Regions from separate parts of the Callithrix jacchus genome. Here region 1 is linked to region 2. The links are chromatin contacts, called in public Hi-C maps. All regions are on one chromosome and are shown on one strand. Each heading gives the region's core, a stretch centred on a gene start, on an enhancer-like site or on the middle of the called end of the contact. The rest is flanking DNA. Distances are from core to core; before and after follow the strand shown. Region 1 has its middle 9.0 kb from the start of BHLHE41. Region 2 overlaps ITPR2 (inositol 1,4,5-trisphosphate receptor type 2).

Region 1 (7,086 bases), core at 1,256-3,755, 420 kb before region 2:
ACATAGCAGGTGTTCAGTAAGAGTGGAGGTAATGGATTCATAACACACAACATGATGCTTTGAGAAGCTGTGTGCTGTTACCTTTGGAGGCGATCAAACTGAAGTAGTCGCTAGAAATGTTCATTCATCCAGAAAATATTTGAGAATCAATACATATTTATCTTTTAAGGGCCATATTTATTTACTTATTGCCAGGCACCATTCTTGCATTGCACAAAGCAATGAATAAAACTAAGTCCCTGCTTATCCTACTGAAGTAGACAGGCAATAAACAGATTACATGAGTGTGTATACACACACAGTACATTGTTGTATACATTCTATATCAGAGGTGGTACCTGTTATGAAGAAAAACAAAACAGTAAAAATAATGATGTTGGTGGAGGGGAAATATTCTATATATCGCCTATGGACTGCTCCGGGAAGGCCTTTCTGAAGAATGGTATTTGAAAAGAGATATAAGGTAGGGAGAGGAGGTCATGAAATTGAGTTTCCAGATATCTGGGGACCCAGTGTTGTAGGCAGAAGAAGAAAAAATGCAATATTCTGGTAAAGTATGAACCCTGTCCTGCTGGCAGACCAGCAGGGAAGCTACTATAAAAGGAGTGAGGAAAGGAGAGGAGACGTGAGTAGGAATTGATAGGATTGGAGGTCCAGCCCTTTCACCTAACATTCTTCCTAAGGGTCAATCGAAAAAATTTCGTGCTGAGGGAGAGGATGACTAATTGTCATAAATAATCTTTGTGTTGGCAAATGCCTGGGAAGCTTTGAGACTTTGCTAGGAGTCGTGAACATCATGGGGGGTGATGAACTTGTCTGTATGGAAGCTGCTGTATTTCCAACGCCTGGCACATAGGAGAAGCTCAATATATATTTGAGTGAATGTCTGAAGTTTATCTTCTCTTTTTCAACCTTTCAGAATATTAATAACTAAACTGTCTCGCGCAGTCTAAGTGGTGGAGGGCGGGAAAGACTAACTGCAACTGAAACTCAACCTATAGACACTATGTATACATATCATTAACGGGCAAACAACAAACAAAGGATGCCTTGTGCTTTGTTAATGTCTGTTAGCTTCCAGCATTCTGTCTCCAAGGTGGCACTCACTGTGCTATTTAGACTGGAGAGATTACAGCCATTCTGTGATGTCAGCAAATGGCACCTGACCTGTCCAGATATTACTGGCAACGCCTGAGATCTTTTTCCATCACATGACCAAAGCCCTGTTTGCGGAGGGTAGTGGTACTTCTCTACTTTTGCAACACCCTTGAGTATCTGTTATCTAAAAGGCACTATGAACTCCAAATTCCTCCAAACTAATTATTCATTTCAGATTGTTTATAAGAGTGTTTCAGAAAGTGTTACAAAATCAACGTGGTCGCTTCCAAGAGGGAAAGTGTTAGATGATCATTTTGCCCAAAAGGGGTTTGTAAATAGGTAAATCCATCTCCCGGTCTCTGGTTACATTAGTTTCCTTCACTTTACTGCACCATGCAAAATCCATTAGTGCCATAAAATCACTTCTTTTACTTTACACTTTGAACGGAAAGTCCCAGTGTATTTTATCACAATTAAACAAACTGCCTAGTGCTTAATTAGTGGGAATTCAATTTGCAAAACTCCATGTGAGCCCAATGAAAAGATGCAATGCCTCCGCCAGCCGGTACTGCGACACCTCGTTTGCCCGGAACTGTGCTCTAGCACTTTCTCCCCACCCCCACCCACCGCCCGGGGTTTTCCCCGCCAAGTCCTGGCCCAGGACCTGGACCCGCTGGGGTCCCGCCCGGCCGCGGCCAGTCCTAGACCGGAGTTCCCGCCCCAAGGCCCTCTGAGGCGGCTGTCGACCTTCGCGTAACCCGCGCCAGGAGGGCCGCTCGGAAACTGCTGTGTCAGAATGGTTCGAGGAGTCCTGAGTCAGAGCCAGCTTTAATTCGGGAGAGATGACTACCCAGGGCTGGCCCGCTGAGACGCAGCCGGGAAGGGTGTGGCGCAGCTGTCGGGAGAACGCGCCCGAGCCCGGCCGCCGCCGCTCTGCCCTCAGCCCTAGGGTCCCCGCGGTCCCCCACCCCGGCCCCGCGGCCAGTGGCCGGAGAACTGCGGGTGTGGAGAAGCAGCGCGCACGCGCGGAGGACAGCGAGAAGGCCTCGCCCCCTCTCACGTGCCACTCAGCGTGCGCCCAGACACGTGCACGCGCACGTGACTGCGACGCGTCCGGCTCCGGTTCCCTCACCCCGCGCGGCTGTACTTTGAACCCAGGCGTGGGAGACTGAAGCTGGGAAGGGAGGAAGGAAAACCGGGCGGGGAGGCCGGCCTAGGGGAGAATGATATCATCTGCAGCTTTATCGCTAGGCAACCTAAGAATGCTTCTCTCTCTCCAATCCTAGAGCTCCTTGAAGAGCTCAAGGCTGATGACATGATTTCCCCCTCCTTCCTTCCCCCCCAACCCCCCAAGCAGCGCTTCAACGGTGATTGAAGGAGCAAGGGTTGGTTTACTAGCTTTAAAATGAGGATCTTACAGGCACAGCTTAGAAATCGATCCATTATTGCAGCCACTTGGGTCTACAGAGGCCTTCGGGGTGCCCGCAGTCAGGTGCCTCTCTGGTCATACTCGGTTTACACAACCATGATAAGGCTATGCAGATAGATAAGTCTTGTTCAAGATAATATATATATTTGAAAACTAAGTCCTGCTTAAGGTGCCTTAGAATCCTGTGTCTTTATTATGTCATGTTATGACATTATAAAGTTTTTTTGTTTTTTTTTCTCGTTGCTCTAAGTTACAGGTCGCCAAGAGTTGGGTCCAGACTGCAGTCCCCCTGTTACAGCTACTTTTCGAATCACAGTGAGGAAGCTGCGAGGCCGCATAGGGAAGCAACATGTATTAAACTGTCTGGCAGATACTCAGTATCTCTGTTGTGCAGCACATAATATTCTCTGTGCACACCGATATGGAAAAGGCTCCAAAATTGAAACCTTAGCTAAAGTTCACAGTGCCCTAAAAATACTCTATATAAAAACTGAAGCACACGGCCCTCTCTCCAGCTTGCTGGATTCTGGAGGTTCTCTCTGACCAGATTTATTGGTTATTTTGGTCCTGGATCCCTTCTGTTACAGAGAACCTCTAGAGCGCAACTGGGACCACACAAGTACAGAGGGGCAGACAGCCCACCAGATAATGTGGAGACTTCTAAACTAGGAAAGAAACATTTCTGGATGTCTCCAAAGTGAGTGGACGGTGGAATAGTATGGTTAATTGTAGGAGATTTTGAAAATTATTTCCCTAGACTTTCGTCTCTCAAAATTATTGCATGCTCTATGCCATGATTTAGCAAGGTTATTAGGGTGATCATCTTTTCTCCTCCACCAACAAGTATACTCTGCCTTTTAGGATCAAACACATGGACTAGCTCAACTCATTCCATGAGAAAACCTCAGCCTATCCCTCTCCATTACTAAAACTATGGTATAAAAGTATAAAGATCACTAGACTCAGAACAAAAAGTCCTGGTTCTGTTACTGAGCTTTATGACCTTGGACTAGTTCTTTGCCTCAGCTTCCTCCCAAAGGTTTTTGAAAATCAGGCCTTCGGATGCCATATTTCCCCTCTAGGACTGTTTCTCTCCCCCCTCCCCACCTCACCTTACTCATAGGGAAAGAAGTCACCATTAGTTTCTTTTGGAAGAGGTGAGACACAGAGCTGCTTATGAGGTACTGCTGTCTTGCTGTCTTTTTCCCCTACCACATAAGATATGATCATGCTCTGAATGCTATCATATCTCACTTTGCAGCAGGAAATATCATGACTCCCTTGTTTCAGCCCATGGTTCAGATCCTCAGGAGGCGATGCTGGTGAGAGCCAGCATAGCAGTCAAGTTCTAAAGAGACTGGCAAGTTAGGAAATCTTGCTCAGACCTCAAGTCAAACATAGTCAATTAAACTGTACTGCAGCTTATTGTAAATGGCACTTTTTAAAGTTTAATTTCCAGTTGTTCATTGCTAGTGTATAAAAATACAAAGTATATTTGCTTACTGACGTTTTCTTCTGTGACTTTTCTAAATTCATGTGGTTTTTTTTTTGGTAGATAGATTCCCTGTGATTTACATATCTGATAATTTCATCTCTAAATAGAGTTTTACTATTAAAAACGTAAATAATTAAACTGTAGTGCAGCTTAAATCAGAACCAGGGTCTTCCAGAACCTTCTCTTTGGAGATGGCCTCATGCACTCATTGCGCTGTTCCTTCTGTAAAACCCAGTTACTTCTCACCTAGGTCTCCTCACTTAGATGCAATTAGTAGCTCCCACCCCCACCACAGTATTGTATCCATCCCTGGGTGGCACTTGCTATGTTGCAATGTAATTTATTTTAGTATAGGTCTATCACCCCCACTAGACTGAGATCTTCAGAGGTTAATCTTTGATTCTTTAGCACTTGCCATAGCACTTCACATACAGCGAGCAAAACAAATATCTGAATCATCACACACTTACTGAATCTGTAACTTCAAGATGAAAAGGAATGTGCTGCAATCATTGAGAAGTCTGAAACCCCTTACCATGGGTGTGTTTAAATTCAGAGGCAGCATCCCAGCCTACACAGCCACCCTGCCAGTTTCCCAGAATACTTTTGCATTCTGCCAGCCACCCAAGTGGTCCAAAACCCAGAGGCAGAGGAGGTTACATACAAGAAGCAGGAGCCAGAGTCATCCTTAAATCAAAATGCTGAATCAGTTTCACAAGTGGCCCTCGATCACCGATCACCTGTTCTCAGCAACTGGCGAGAAGTGTTCATCCAATCAATTAACTTATTTCTGACTTGCAAATTTGTTTATTTGGTGGTTAGTTGTGGACTAAAACCATTAGCAAGTTGCTTTTATTTTTATGTAATAAAATGATGGGGAAATATATAAAGTATTTGAAGGCTTTTGCATAAGTAATCTGATGAAGAGCATCGCTGAGAATCTGGAAGTTAAAGGAAACAAAAAAGCTTTGGGAAGAAAAGTTCACAGATTCTACAAATTCACACAACTTATTTGTAGAACAACCCCTCAGGTCTTCTGTTAGTGCCGGTTTACTCTAATTTTAGCACATTTCAAATGGGTGTGGTTGTGTTTAAATGGTTCCCTAGCCCACAGTAAGTCAGAGGTAGCAAATTAGATAAGAATTGGAGGAAGCACTCTGAGGCTTCAAGAAGTGACAGCTGACAGGCTAGCTGTGCGTAAAGAGACTGAAAACCCTATAAAAAGCAGATGGAACTCAAAAAGAATTTGGTGCAGGTGCAATTACTCCCAGATGTCATGCATAGTGGAAAAATGATGTTTACAATGATTGCCCTGAATTATTGAGAAAGGGTTGGTATGTCCAGGGTAAACATCTCTAAGACATTTTAGAGGATATGTGTAATATATTTTAGTATGCTTTCCACTAAAATAAAATTCAAAAAAGAAAAACAGCATTGGCTTTTGAACATAGAATCTTTAGTTTTCTAAACAATTGACCGTTTGTTCCTTGTGTCAAACTAGGCATCACTGAATTTAGAATTTTAAAATACCAACTTTTAAAAAGGTGGTTTTATATTTGCTTGAAGTTTTCAATATGAAATCTCTGAACCACCATAAGAAACCCAATTTTAAGACAAATGTATGACTCCTAGAATAGCATATTTTTAAAGTACATGTTGCACATTTTCCAGTATAAATCCCATCTTAAAGAACATATGTGATAATTTCCCATGTCAATCCCTTAAATTTTTCTATGAGAAACTGAAACTTACATGGGACTTTAGCATGCACTGTAAATCCACCTTGAACTTGTTTAAAATAACAGTGAGAACTGGGTGGTTCTAAATATATTGAGCTGAGGGTCCAGTATGTTAAGAATTTTTGTTTAGTGAAAATATCAGGTTGCTACCTGAAGTAAAATACCGTGATCGCAACAGTACAGCCAGCTTTTGGCAGAATAATAGTCTTAAGTCATTTGTGAGAGCTCTGTTCATTTCTAGCTAATGTAAAAGTCCTTCGTGTATTTGCCCAGCCATGTCTGCCCAGAGGCTCTGCTGGCAGTCACTTTCCATGGAAAGGTTAAGAATTGACCCATGACATAGAAAGGAGCAGGTTGAGCCTCCTTTTACATAACTTTTGAACAAATCTCAGGCGATGGGCAATAACCAAAGTCATGGCCTGGTTGGCCAGAAACAAGGAACTAAATGAAAAATAGTTTCACAATGATAGGAACTAAAACTCCAGTCAAGTTTTACATAGCTATTACAGTGTTGTTTCTAAGTGCCTTGAAAACGTGCTTAAAGTTAGCTCTTCGGGGTGGGAGGAAGGGCCATTTTTTAAATTCAGTATAAAGTTTGCTAAGAAATATGTGTATATAAAATTAATCTTTATGAAGATTATGTAAAATATAGGTATGTAAAATTAAATTTTTATGAGTATAATATTATACTTATAAAAGCATTATTGACTCAAGACTTGTATTTGCCTGAAGTTGGAAAATCATTTTAGCTGAAATTTCACCACTACAAATATAGAAGCCTCCTTAGTGAATTATGACTTCAGCCTTTTAATTCATTAAATCAATGACCAAAATAACATTTTTCAGATTTTCAGATGCAATATAGACAATATTACTTTTGCTTTTCTGTTCTAACTTTATCTTATCATGTTACCATATGGGCACTTGGACTAAACAACTGGCCTATATAATCTGGCTCAATTCTGAAGTTTTTCTATCTCATTATACTAAAATTATACACATGATAAAAACATTGTATTATCCTCTGATTTAGTTTTAATCCTTTTTGGTTATGAAACTAATATTACTGTAGTAGTGGCATTAAAATCTAGCTCAAAATATTTGAAATTTTGTTTTTCCCATTATTCTGATTCAGATAGACTAGTTTGCTAAAGTTCAATAAATTAACAATGCTCAAAAATATTACATAATTTTCTAGTGTTAATTTCAATTTCCTTTTTTCTATGGCTTGTTATGAAGCTTCCTGAAGGCTACTCAATCAAGTTCAGCTTACTAGGTCCAAGATACTGTAATGGGAAGTAGTTCACTGACTGAGGGATACAACA
Region 2 (6,885 bases), core at 2,281-4,780:
CTCAGCCTCCTGGATAGCTGTGATTACAGGTGCATACCACCACGCCTGGCTAATTTTTGTATTTTTAGTAGAGATGGGGTTTTACCATGTTGGGTAGGCTGGTTGCGAATTTCTGACCTCAGGTAATCTGCCTGCCTCGGCCTCCCAAAGTGCTGGGATTATAGGCATGAAAACACCGTCCTGGCCTTTTCTCTTTATTTTTTTAAGCACATACTATATCTATATATGAATTTGACTGATTTGATATTTATAGGGTGTGGATCCTCTATAGGTGATATAACTTTGAAAACTTACAGCAGAACAAGTCAGGAATCAAGTAGAATTAGTTTACTTAAGGAATATAACATGTTTGTTTTTAGAGTATCTGGATAAATTATTTCCTGAACTAAACATCACATTAAAGTAGCAATATGAGTCATTGTGAAAGAAAGTACATTAAAGCCTCAGATTTTGCCCCTAAGAAGCTTCCTTTCTATGATGTAAATACTCAAATAGAAACTCCAGTTAGCCAACCTATATAATGCTGATTTAATTTATTTTATTATCTGAAGATATTTTTTGGGAAGTGGTACATTTTCAATAGTTATGCAAAACTGGTATTAATATTTAGTTCATTTGCAAAGAAAAGTTTACTCACTTATAACTGAGGTTCAGAAAACGATGATACTTTATTATTTATTTTTTAAATGTAACTCATGAAAAAATAATTTCTATTAATTATATAATATAAATACTAAAATTTAAGATAAAAATACCTTAATAGTTGTCAATCATATACTTGGTAATGCACCATGACAGCTGAACCATTAATTATGCACTTCTAAAAAATACATGTTCTGCAAAGTTGCATGTACCCTGTTATTAACTGTCAACATTTTCAGATTCATTATACACAGTCGGGGGCCCCTCTGGAGTCTTTCCAAAGCTTGAGCCAGGATGCTTTGGTCATGAAGCATGTAGGTTCACAGACTTAATTTGGCCTTTCAAACACTTTCCTTTAAAACAAATATTTGTGGTACAAAACAAGATGATCGTAAAAAGAGTGGGAGGGAGGAATGAAGAAAGAGATGCTCAGGGAGTCCCATCTCCAACAGTGATGGATCACATCTCATCTTTTAAAGATGCAGACAGGAAAGGAAACATCAACAACAACAAAGCCAGACTCAGTTATGGCAGAGTAAGGGATTAGCTAGTCCCTTTTTATTATTTTGCCAAGATGCAGCAGTGAGTTACATTCCCTGATGATAATGAGCTACCCTCCATCACCAACTCATTAAACCAACTCTGAATTCGCTCATTAACAAAGTTACTCCAGCTACCATCAGTTTAAGACCTGGAGGCTAGCCTTTACACAGCGCATGCCATTTAGTGAATTATTTCCCACTATATTCTTTCAACTATTATAAAATCCTACCGTGTCAGACACAGAATATTTTATATCTATTCTAGCAAGATATATTTTCTATTAAAGTTTTACTAAGAACCAAAAAGAATAAACTATGTTTTTATAATTTGATTTGAATAAACAGGATGAACACTATATAGTATGAATATTCGAAACTTCAGTTAACCAACCAGTACATGCTGATTTAATTTAACTATCTGAAGAATTTTTTAGATATTATATAGTGTTCATCCTGTTTATTTATTTATATACACACACACATCAGAAGTGCAGCATAGAGATGTTCTAATGCTATCTCTGTAGCTTAGACTATTAGACATGAAGTAGCCACCAATCCTGATCTTACATCACAATCACCTGGGAAGTTATTTTAAAACTATGTATTCCAAGCTTATGCTGTAGACATATCAAATCAGGATTTCCTTGAAATATGGTCCAATACGGCCCAGTTTGTGGGTCAGTATTTGGGGACAATTAATATAGTGAAAGAAAACATTTAAGATCTGCTTTGGAACCCCTATCCAGTCACCTCTGAGCAGTGTGACCCCCAAGCAATTCATTATTCTTCTTGATGCATCCATTTTCCCTTTGGTTAAATAGAATAACACCTACTATAGATAGTTATGAAAGTTACATAAATGGGAAAGTACATGTGCAAGTTAAATCTCACACATCACTTAAGCAATTTATTAAGTTAAAAAATTGTAAAATTCTGGGTTTTAGTACATATTAGAAAATAATCTACTAACATTAAAATCAGGATATGAGAATTTACCTTAAGCAAATTTTTAAGAAGATTTTTCAAATAACAGGAGAAAAAAAGCCTTTCTTCCACAGGGGGAAAAAAACCACAACAACACCTGTTTTGTTACAGTTCAAGACTGTTTTACCTAAAATCACAAAAGAATTGTACACCTAATCCCTGTTGATATAACAAAATGGAAGCATTCTGCAAAACATTTCAATGCCTCAGGTTTCAACTCAGTGTCTGCACAATTCTAATGAGCATCATCTCGCCAGGGCTTTTGGTTAAAAACTTAAATCCTATTTGAAGCAAAATAGCAGTAGAGGGAGCTGGGATAGTCAAATCACATCATTGATTTTGGTTGTTTCCCAGAGGCTTTTTAGCTTCTAGTATGATAACAACCCTCAACTTCTTTCCCAAGCCTCAATTTCTCAACTTCTATTACCTTCCTTCTTTCATCCCAGATAACTTTTTATAAAAATATATCTAGAAGTCTCAACCAAACAATATAGGGTTAATTTCCAACTGTTCCTTAAATCAATCAGCTATAATCTCACAAAAAGTTAATTTGCTAAATAGTAAAAGGTCATTTGAGCTCACAGTTTAGTTTTAATTTAACTGAACTCACAATTTAAGACTTTTTCTCACTAATATTCCTGCCCTCCACCAAATTATCACTGTATCAATTTGTTTATTCTCACTCATAGATAATTGCATTGAAAAACTAAAATACTGGCAGTCTTTTAAGAAGATTCTCAAAAACAATGACAAAATCTATTTTTTGCTTTTTTTAAAAAAAAATGCCTACTGCTAACTATCTATAAGAACACATTTTTCTCTAGTTGTGAGGGTTGATACCCCCCCCACACACATTATTTATCCAGGTTATACAATGCTTAAATTCAGCTCTTCAGGGGTATGATGATGTATGCATAATGCAAATATTCTTGCCGGAATTATAATGGCAATTTATCAATTTATGTGCAGCTAATCAATCCATTTGCTTTCTAGTGTAGAGCAGTACAAGCTTATCTCATGCAGACTCACGGATTGTTCAAAGCAATCTAATTGAATTTCAGGGCCAAGAGCATTGCACAACACGTGATGCGTCTCCAGTGGAGCACAGTGCCAGACACTGCAGGCGTTACATAATCACATGCTGTTGTTGGCAGAGCCGCCTCAGTGGCTTGGCAGTCTGTGTCTCCTCCAATCATGCCCCGCAGCTTTAATCTGCACAGAGTGCTCACATGTACTGTCACATGTTTTGGGACTTTCATAGCAGCAAATAAAACAGAGACCATTTCCCTACTGATAGAAACAGTTCATTAAAACCAGTCACACAGCACACAAGATTATTATAGGATAGAAGGCATATGTAACACAGATGCTTCTAAGCAAGCAGCAGAGAAAGCAAATTTCGAATAATCAATTTTTCACATGAATAAAGCTATCTAATAGTATCCCTGTCATTTCAAATGAATTTTCAAATTGGGGAGGTGTGGGAATAATATATTTTAGATACTACATAGAGTATAACCAATTGACAGGTATGAGCTAGATATTCCTGAACATGAGCCACAGACAGTACTTTCTAAACCTCATATACTCATCATTTTACTTGCAGGGATTAGTCAAGAAATAGCACAACTATGAAATATTAAGTACATCTGGTTTTTAAGTAATGTCATTTGATTTATAAATATTGAACCATAATATATATATAAATATTTACCCTTGCCTTATTATTTTACTGCTAATGTTTTTGCCCAAATGTAAACATATCTATAAAATTGATAATGAAATACAATACATGCTAAACAAATTCCTACCCATATTTTGTTTTAAAATTTTTAAAAAACAGGTCTATGTACAAGATCTTGAACTCAGGTGCATGTCAATGTCTGCAGATTTTTTCAAAAAATAGATTGGTTTAATCTATACAAGGGCTGAAAACAAAGTTGACAAACCATATATTTTCTGATTCCATGACTTATTTACGTCTCCACCAACTACTAAAATATTATCAAAATAAATAGTGTAATACTACAGTAGTTAAAATTAAGCAGGTTATAAATTGTATAAAAATATCACTAAAACAGAATTTTAAACAAAATATGACTGATACTATAACTAAATTTAGAAAAATTTTGCTTTTATGACTCAAAAAATTATTTATATTTATAAAGTAAGAACTCAAAATACAGATGGAATAAAAATAAAACATGTATTTTATATAATTTAAAACTTTAAACCTGAGAAACGAGTGGAATAAGTCATTGGTGAGAGGGTGACACCTACTGATAAGTTGTGATATTGCAGCCCAGCTCTATAGGCTGCCCATTCTTCCTACCGTCTCAAGGAAGAAGCAGGATATAGAAATTTCCAAAGATTTTACTGTAAAATATGGACATCACTACCATGAGGAGAGTGTGGGCATGGAAGACAGGCGATGTCAAAGCAGAGATACTCAAATATCCCTGCCAACCTTTCTGTTGCTAAAGTTTCCCAAAGTTCAGGTCTTCATGTTTTTCATTCTATAACAACTTCCTTTGAGTACTTTTCAAATGGAATTTATGACATATAAAGTCCATCCTTTTTTTTTTTTTTTTTCTGAGAGACAGAGTCTCACTCTGTCACCAGGCACCAGGCTGGAGTGCAGTGGCATGATCTCGGCTCACTGCAACCTATGCCTCCCAGGTTCAAGCAATTCTCCTGCCTCAGCATCCTGAGTAGCTGGGACTACAGGCACACGCCACCACACCCAGCTAATTTTTGTATTTTTAGTATAGACGAGGTTTCATCATGTTGGCCAGGATGGTCTCGATCTCTTGACCTTGTGATCCACCCGCCTTGGGCTCCCAAAGTGCTGGGATTATGGGTGTGAGCCATTGTACCTGGCCCAAGTCCAACCTTTTTAAGTGAAACAGACTGAGAAACACATTTCAGAAGCTCTCACCTGGACAGCTACAATTCTTTTCTAATGGCATCCCTACCTACAGCATTTGTAACCAATAGTATCACAGCAGGATTAATCTTATAAAGTCACTCCTTGATCAAAAATATTTCCTCAATAACTTCAAGTTGACTGTAAGGTGAATACAGCTTTGACTTTAAGACCCTCTCTATACATTTGTTTTTATTCTCCAAATTCATGTATCAGTATTATTGAAACAAAACTTTACACCATATAAATAGAATTACTCTCAATAAGAACAGTACTCTAGATGATTTGTTTGCAAACCACATCCTGAAAAAAATGCATTTCACTTACCCTTTTTCTCCCTACCATGCCCTGTTCCTGATGTTGTTTGGTATTTAATCTTTTCTCTCTTCAACCTTGGGCTCACCCTATCAGACCTACTGCTTAATATGATACTTCCTCTGTTTCCTTCTTTGAACACAATCTGTACCTACCCATTAGACTGTCTCATTTTTAGCCACTACAACTCAACCCAAAGCCCCAACCTCCAATCCAACCTATCACTGCCAGCATTCCTGCTAGGCTCCTCCAGTCCTTTGAGCAGGACTCACATATTGCTCCCTACAATACTATACACACTCTGTCTCCAGCTCTTTGCTCACACTCTCACCTAGAGAAGAACGCCCCTTTCTTTCTCCTCTGCTTATATCAGCGGCACTATTTATTCATTTTACAAATGTTTATTGGGTAGTCCAAGACACTGTGATATGCACTGCAGCTAGAGTAATAAAAATGTCCTTACACTCATGGAAATAACAAAAATGAAATGTGTATTTTCTGAAATTTGCTATAAAAAATAAGAAGTTGTAATAGAGAAGAACTGGGAGAAGTTATTTTAGATAGAGTTGTCAAGAAAGGCATCTGAGCAGAGAAATTGACATTAGAACTGAGACCTGAAAAATATAAAAGGAGTCAGGCACACGAAGCCAAGGGAATGGCATTCCAGGCAGAAGGAATAACAAATGCAAAACCTGTGAATAGAAGAGGTGATTCTGTTTGAGGAACAGAAAGAAAACCACTGTGGCTACATTATAGTAAAATAAGGGAAAGTGGTTTAAAAGATGGCACGAGCTGTGTTGTGCAGGGTCCTACTGAGTTTGGCAAGAAATTGACATTTTCTTTTAAAGAGCAACAGAAAAACATCAAAAGGTTTTTAAAAGGAGAATGACATTATCTGATTTATTATTTACAACTGTTACTCTATGGAAAAAAATGGATTTGAAGTTACAAATACTGGAAGCAGGGAGAAGAGTTAGGAGGTCATATGGTAGTCCAAGCAGTAGATGAGGGTTTCTTGGACCCGGATAATGGGTTTAGACAAGGAGGTGTCAGTTGTATTCAAGAAACACTTATAGGTAAAATCAACAAGACTAGCTGATGCATTTGCCATAAGGGGCAAAAGATAAGGAGAAATCAAGAATGACACCTGAAGTTTTGGTGAGCAGCTTGGTAGATGGTGATATTATTTACTAATAAAAGGAATGTAGATGGAGTGGACAAGGGAACCAAACAGTCCTGAGATATTTGAAGTCTGGTTCAATTTCTACCCTCTTTATGAAATATCCTAGTACCAATGGCCCTAGTGATCTATTCCAGCAAATTTAACACTCACTTCTAGTGTCTCAAGCTTTATGAACAATTCCTAGGAAATGGCTTACAGTCATCCCAAACCTGTCAAAAATGTCTTTGGTGCATGGCCTAACATTCTGCCTATAACACTGATAGAATCCACTTAGCAGGTAGATAGGGTACATT

The links. Hi-C and Micro-C count contacts between places; a contact is called where the count stands out from the background.
Region 1: a Hi-C map of skeletal muscle shows a contact between it and region 2, with 2.0 times the contacts expected there. The contact joins two enhancer-like sites. A contact is called at or near these places in 2 of 3 Hi-C or Micro-C datasets (induced pluripotent stem cells and skeletal muscle).

Annotation. Positions count from the first base shown.
Region 1 is chr9:45,174,975-45,182,060 of calJac240_pri, reverse strand. No RefSeq gene overlaps it. Among named protein-coding and RNA genes, the nearest start is that of BHLHE41, 9.0 kb to the right of the region's middle. Within about 2 kb of position 2,505, at least 16 of the 16 cell types and tissues checked have an H3K27ac peak or open chromatin away from gene starts, as enhancers often do.
Region 2 is chr9:44,756,441-44,763,325 of calJac240_pri, reverse strand. The region is part of intron 37 of ITPR2 (inositol 1,4,5-trisphosphate receptor type 2); the gene reads right to left. Among named protein-coding and RNA genes, the nearest start is that of ITPR2, 330 kb to the right of the region's middle. Within about 2 kb of position 3,530, at least 5 of the 16 cell types and tissues checked have an H3K27ac peak or open chromatin away from gene starts, as enhancers often do.